Linked DNA regions of Gossypium hirsutum: region 1 is linked to region 2. Evidence: chromatin contacts called from public Hi-C data. All regions are on one chromosome and are shown on one strand. Each heading gives the region's core, a stretch centred on a gene start, on an enhancer-like site or on the middle of the called end of the contact. The rest is flanking DNA. Distances are from core to core; before and after follow the strand shown.

Evidence for each region. Hi-C and Micro-C count contacts between places; a contact is called where the count stands out from the background.
Region 1: a contact with region 2 is called in a Hi-C map of leaf, with 2.6 times the contacts expected there. The contact joins the enhancer-like site here to the promoter of LOC107919781 in region 2. A contact is called at or near these places in 6 of 34 Hi-C or Micro-C datasets (callus, leaf and seedling).

What each region holds. Positions count from the first base shown.
Region 1 is chrA07:12,227,640-12,231,184 of Gossypium_hirsutum_v2.1, forward strand. No RefSeq gene overlaps it. Among protein-coding and RNA genes, the nearest start is that of LOC121232117, 3.3 kb to the right of the region's middle. Within about 2 kb of position 1,397, at least 1 of the 9 cell types and tissues checked has an H3K27ac peak or open chromatin away from gene starts, as enhancers often do. A contact at or near this core is called in leaf, where this site is marked.
Region 2 is chrA07:12,113,506-12,116,614 of Gossypium_hirsutum_v2.1, forward strand. It overlaps LOC107919781, which reads left to right and starts at 1,383. Exons shown (of 5, transcript XM_041117574.1): 1 at 1,383-1,515; 2 at 1,600-1,637; 3 at 1,719-1,788; 4 at 2,222-2,283. The coding sequence starts at 1,428.

The DNA.
Region 1 (3,545 bases), core at 147-2,646, 110 kb after region 2:
ATTGACCAAGTAAAAAGTCATCTGCAGGTTAAATTCAATCTTTTAAGCTTAATTAATAATGCATGCATTATATTATATATAGTTCAAAAAAATAAGAAATAAAAAGTAAAAAAAAAGAAGGGTAAAAATACAATTTATAATTACAAGTAATTCATATAATTATAATTAGACACAAATGAAATAATCATTATAATAACACATTCGTAAAATTATGATTAGAATCAAATCATTGCATGCACATATAAAAGGATTGATAATCGGACTTAAATCAAAATAAAACTAAACAAATAAAATTGAATTTAAAATAAAATCTACATCTACATAAATACTTATAATTAAACTTAAACTTTTACTAACACTACCAAAATAGTAAAAATTATATGGGTACAATTCTTTTGCTTAAAAAAATGTTGTTCAATATATGCATCTACAAATTAAGATTTATAAATGCCAAAATAAATAACTCAAAACATGATCATCTTTGAAAAGGTTTGTTTTTTCTCAACCAAACATTTTATTGATTCAAAATATGATACTTTTTTTAATTACTTCAAACGGCTTTTTGCATTTTATCAAAGCTATTATTATATTTAAATTTGTTAATTGTTTTTGTAAACAAGATATTAGTTTTTACATGCTATCGATTGAGTTTGATTGAGTTTTTCATTTTAATTAATTTTTATATTATAAAATTATATTTTCATCCTTATTATATAAAAAGAACTTAAACCAAATTTAAAACTTAAATTTTGATGTTTGGTCTAACACAAACTTAACATAAAACCTCAAATTTTAATTTGAACTCTATTTCAAACTTTTAAATTTAAATTCAGCTCGATTAGATTACACTTAATTGAGTAAAGAGAGTCTAAGTGAACACTTACCTTCAAATATCAGCTAATTAAATCCAACATTACAATAAGTTAACATAATTAACAACATTTAAATTATAACAATGATTTAGCAAAAACATAATGTTAATTTGAAGTATACCTAATAAATGTTGTACATGCTCTCATAGTGGATGTTTTTCCTTAAACTAATAGCTAAATATTTTTCAATTAAATTGTTGTTGAAACAATTTACAAAAACAAATTATTGAATGTGTATGTCAATTTTATGAGGAGGAGAAAGTTGTAAGAAGGTATCTCTCCGAAACAATAACGTTATTCTTGAGTCCAAAAGTGTATGTACATGTGCAATGGAAATTAATCTAAGTTTTATGTTCCCTACCTAAGATTGCTCGGATACACCAACTTTTCTTTGCAAATTCAAAGTACAGAAACTTATTGTCTTTCAAAAATATTAGAGAGGATGCTTTATATGCTCTGTGAGGGATGGTCCCTTGTGAGGCCAACCCCATTATGTGTATGGGCTAGAAACCCTTTGTGGGGTTTTGTAGTTTTGGCTACTCCGAGCTATTTATATTTGGTTGGACCTGGGTTTGTGCCGGTAAAATATTGGGTATTAACAATGAGTATTAAGTCAGTTTGCATCGGCATAGTTATTAATATAAGAGAATGCGAGTGTCGAGTACATTAAAATATATTATTCTCTTATTTAAAAGTTAAGAAGGGATTATGGTTAATTTTAAACATTGTATCAAAAAATAAAAATTAAAAATCATGATGCTACACTCATATGAAAACAAGTATATAAAAAAACAATAAAAATTTAATTTAATATTAATATATAATTTTCTACACCGTTCACATTGCCAATAAATTAAATGATATTACATCATTAAAAATGAAAATTAAGTTAATATAATTTTAAAAGTTTTTGATAATTTAGTTTTAAATTTTTAATATTATATTTCTGCAGAATTTTGAAATATTATAATTTAGCAAATAACTTTTTTAATTATGTAATTTCAGAAATATAGACTTCATAGTGGTAAGTTTCGATTGGTATAAAAGGCAAACAAGGACGGCTTGGCTCAGCTCGGCTCGGCTTCTTCGAGCCAAGGTGCAATGGTGATCTTTCAACGTCAGCATATTTAGGAGCTTTCCTATGATGTAATTTATTTTAAAATATGTAATTTTTACAGATTAATATATAATTAATGAAAGGAAATTAAAACTCTAAAAATCCCATTTTATTTATGATCAAATAAATATATATTTAATGGAAAGAAATAAATTTTGGTATAATGTGTAATTATATATATAAATTTTAATTTTGTGTAATTTTATACATGACATTTTGATTTGATTTGATTTAATTTTTACAAACCACTATCATCATTATCAATATAAGATCATTTTACATTACATATTACATACACAAATGATTATTCTTATCTAATATAAAAATAAGTTGATGTATTTGTTTCTTTAAGGGGGCATTTGGTTCATTGAATGTAACATTATGGCCTATAAGGTTACATTCTGAATGAGATTATGGTATTTGAATTGTCATCATTTCAACCATCCCGTGATATCACATTACGGAATAGTGTCAAAATGCTGTAATATATGGTGTAATCTCATTACGACTCATTTATTAAGTTATGTAGGATTATGGGTAGAATCTAAGTTTTAAGGGAAAAATACCCTATTATTTTATTATATTAATTAATATAATTTCAGTAGTTAAAATAGCAGTAGCTTATGTATTTTATCTTTTGCTTGGTTATTAGACATTTTCAAAGATTGGGTAGGGTACTTTCTCTTTCATTTACTTTAATTTTTTTACATGTACATGTGAAATAATTTTTCGATCCCATTTTACACAATTTGTTGTAATTTTGTGTGCGAATTTTACATGAGAATTTCAGGATCAATGTTGTTTAGAAATTAATGGTTGTTCAAATGAATTTACATCGTAAAATCAATGTGTAATAAAAGTGATTTTTTTTTAAAATTATACTATCTATTAAATGCTATTCATACAATTAAACTTAAATTTTAATTGTTATATAATTCTAATAATAATTGAATTATGCTTAAGAGTTGTATTAAAGTAATAATATAAAAAGCTGAAATGCTTACAATTCTGCCTATACAGTGTTTGTTAATAATATCCCAATCAAAATCCATTGGAGATGGCTGAAACATACCTGCTCAAAGTAGGGAGATATCGTTGATGTTTTTTATTCCCAACAAAGGAAGCAAAAGAGGGCGTAAGTTTGGATTTGTGAGATTTGGATTGTTAAATGAAGCGCATCGAGCTGTTAAGAGAATGAATGGGAGACGTTTATTTGGTAATCGATTGGGAGTCAACCTAACTAGATATGGTGGAACAACGTCGTACTGGAGAAAGATTACGGAGGATCGCAGTTCACCTACTGAACAGAGAATTGTTAATGCTGCTGCAGCTCAGAATATTAAAAAATGTTACAGGGAGGTGCTCCTTTCCATGAATAAGACGATCTGGAGTCAAGAGGGAGATTTACAAGTGGAGATGACAGGTACGGAAATTTTTCATGACGAGATCAAATTCGACGCCATCATTGAGGCGTAAGTCTTGTGAGTTGCATGTAAATGAGAACACACTCTTAACACTACAGACAAGTGTTGTTGGCAAAGCGAGAGGTGTATTTG
Region 2 (3,109 bases), core at 133-2,632:
TTAAATCTTAAATAAATTAGAATATTTAATTATATCCAAAAATTACATATACCACAAATATAATTATATTATTAATTTTTTTTTATAAAGGTAATGGATATTCAGGGATCTTACTTGAAATTATATAAAATGAAACTTAAAACACAATTTTTTTGCTACTCATGTGTGGTTTAATTGGAAATTATATTATTAAAATAAATAATATATTCTCATTTAGTTGTCTTGTTTAATTGCTATTTTCACCCTAATTTTTTTCTCACATTTATAGGAATTTAATATTTATTTAAGTGTTGCACAAGTATAGTAAAAAGGATAGGTAATGTACATTTCATCAATTAGAATTAAAATATATTTGAAGTTAGATTAGAATAAATTTAAATAATGTGAATTAATGATGAGGTTTAAATCTAAAATAACTTAATAAAGAATTTACACGTGGCATTTGCATATGATGGCACTCGAACAATTTTGTATACTGTTTAGTATTTATAATTGTCTTTTTCAACAATTTCGTTTTCAAAGTTTGAACCTGCATTTTTTTTTTTAAAGTATAATGCACTTTACCATTATACTCAATATTTATTAACTTAAGATTTTAATCTTGGGCGATATTATTTAGGAAAATAATGTTTTTTAATAAAAAAACCTTTTAAATAATTTTGGTTGACTAAATTGAGGGCGAAAGTCATTTATATAATTTAATATAACAATAAAGCATGCCTTTAAAACGAAAACTTTTTTTAATAAAAAGAAAGAAAACTAGAAATTTGCCTAGCTATATAGATACAACAGGGTATCCTAGGGAAGATAGGTAGATTTGTTTTTTCTTTTTTTCTTTTTTAATATCACATTCTCCTTTGTTTTATGTAATATTTTAATCAAGCAGAAGAATCTCTGACCCTTTTTATTTAATAATACAAAATAAGTCTCAAATAGCATCTAATAAATTATAACCAATATATTATATTGAATGAAACAAACTAGTTAAGCTTGAAAAATAAATTCCAGAATTTTTTAAAATCTTAGCATATAATTAAAATAGTATTTTAATTAACATTTCGTATTATAATCAATGTTGCATGCATGAAAACAAAGAGTGACAAAATCAACATTTCCAATCCAAATACAATAGGGGACAAAATCACATTCAAGCTTTTTTAAAAAAAAGAATACTAATCTGTTTTCATTAATTTTTAAATTGGATATTAGCTGATATAGTTATTTAAAAAAAATAAAATTGGTGAGCTTTCCTAAGCTCTGTATTTATCACAGAAATCAATATTTTTAATTAATTAAGCAACAATGTCCAAAAACCCTAATTTTGACTAATTGGGTTTTTGAACTTTGAGACTCTCTTCAAATTCCAGATTTCATCTCTTTGATTAGTTTTTAAGCAAAGAAAAAGAACCTATTTTTATTCACCGAAGATGTTGCATATAAGGTTCATAGATATAATACTTTGGGTTTTCTTAGTTTTATATACCCTCAAGAAGTCCTCAATGCATTCTCATCAAGGTATATATATATTAATTGGTGTAACTTTTATCTTTTAGATCACTCTTGGTTAAGATTATCTTGTTATTTCAATTTTTGTTCTAGGTGATGAAAGTAAAGAATATGTTGTATCTGTTCGAAAGGTTGGGTTTCGAATCTTAGTATCTACAATCCTATTACGATATCTTTTGTATTAAAAAGATTATATATATATATTTATGCAGGAATTTGATGAGGGTTTTAGAGAAAGGAAAATGGGAGGACATGAAGTAGGTGTGGATTCAAAGAATTCAGGTGCAAATTACAGCTATGATGGCAAATGTAAAACATGGGATCATGAAACTAAGGTTGAAAGAGATGATTTTGTAGCTCTTGGTGATGATTATGGTGGCCCTAAACGTCACCCTCCTGAGCATAACTGAGCAAAAAAAAAAAAAAATTAAAGGCATGCAAATGCAGCACTTAGATCCTTTTTTTTCTTTGTATGTTTATAAGCTGGGTAAATTTTAGGGACATTAAGATATTGTGTGAATATCTAATGACATGTATGGAAAGAAAAAAAATTGTTCTTATAAAAAGGGATGTTTTTGGTGCTTGAAATGGTTTGAGAAATGAATACGACTTTCGTCTAGTACTTACATGTTACAGGTTTAAATTCTTTCATCCCCTTCTCTTCTAATATTGTATTTAAGCAATATTCATTATAAATGTTGTGTATTGAATGCAGGTGGGAATAATGATGCTGAAATTATGTCCACCCAAAAATTTCACGATCAAGCAAGTAATCAGGTTCTCTTTCTCTCAAGTGGTTTATATAATTATTCTATATTAGGTAAATTACACTCAAGATTATTAAATTATTAGTAAGTTTAAATTTTGGTTACTCAACTTCAAAAGGTTATAAGATGGTCATTAAACTATTCGAAAGTTTTCATTTAAGTAATTGGGTTATTAAAATCGTTGTTGTATGGCCTTATCTATTTGCACCATCTACACCAATCAAAAGCTCCCTTTCCCCTTCTCTTTTACAACTCAATTTTTTCATGAAACAACTTTAAACATTATGAATCTTCAGACTAAAATCCAAACAATTGTCCCTCAGATACTGACTATTAGATTGATTTGGATCCAATGTATATTCTTCTACTCATCGATGGATACTGATCCACCGTACTGATCGCCAAATTGTAACTTGGAGCTCGCTAGCTGGTCCTAAAAAAAAAAAAACTTAACAGCCCAATGACTTAAATAAAAACTTTTGAATAGTTTAGTGACTATTTTGTATCTTTTTGAAGTTGAGTGATCAAAATGTAAACTTACTAATAGTTTAATAACATTGGGTGTAGTTTAATAACCTTGAATAATAAATTAGGTTAAATTATGAGTTTGATCCCTCTGTTTTTGCATAAAATTTTGATCCTTCTATTATAACAAAATTAGAGATTTAGTCTCTTTCTCTCTCTCTATATATTTGATAGTTGTTAAGGGAATTTTGACCACTTGGAGAGAAATGACCCCTCAATAGGGTGGATAATAGACCTGTTCAACAGGTCTATGGGGTTTATGGAGGGAGAGTGCCACCTACCAAGTAAATCTCAGCATTTGCTATTTCTGG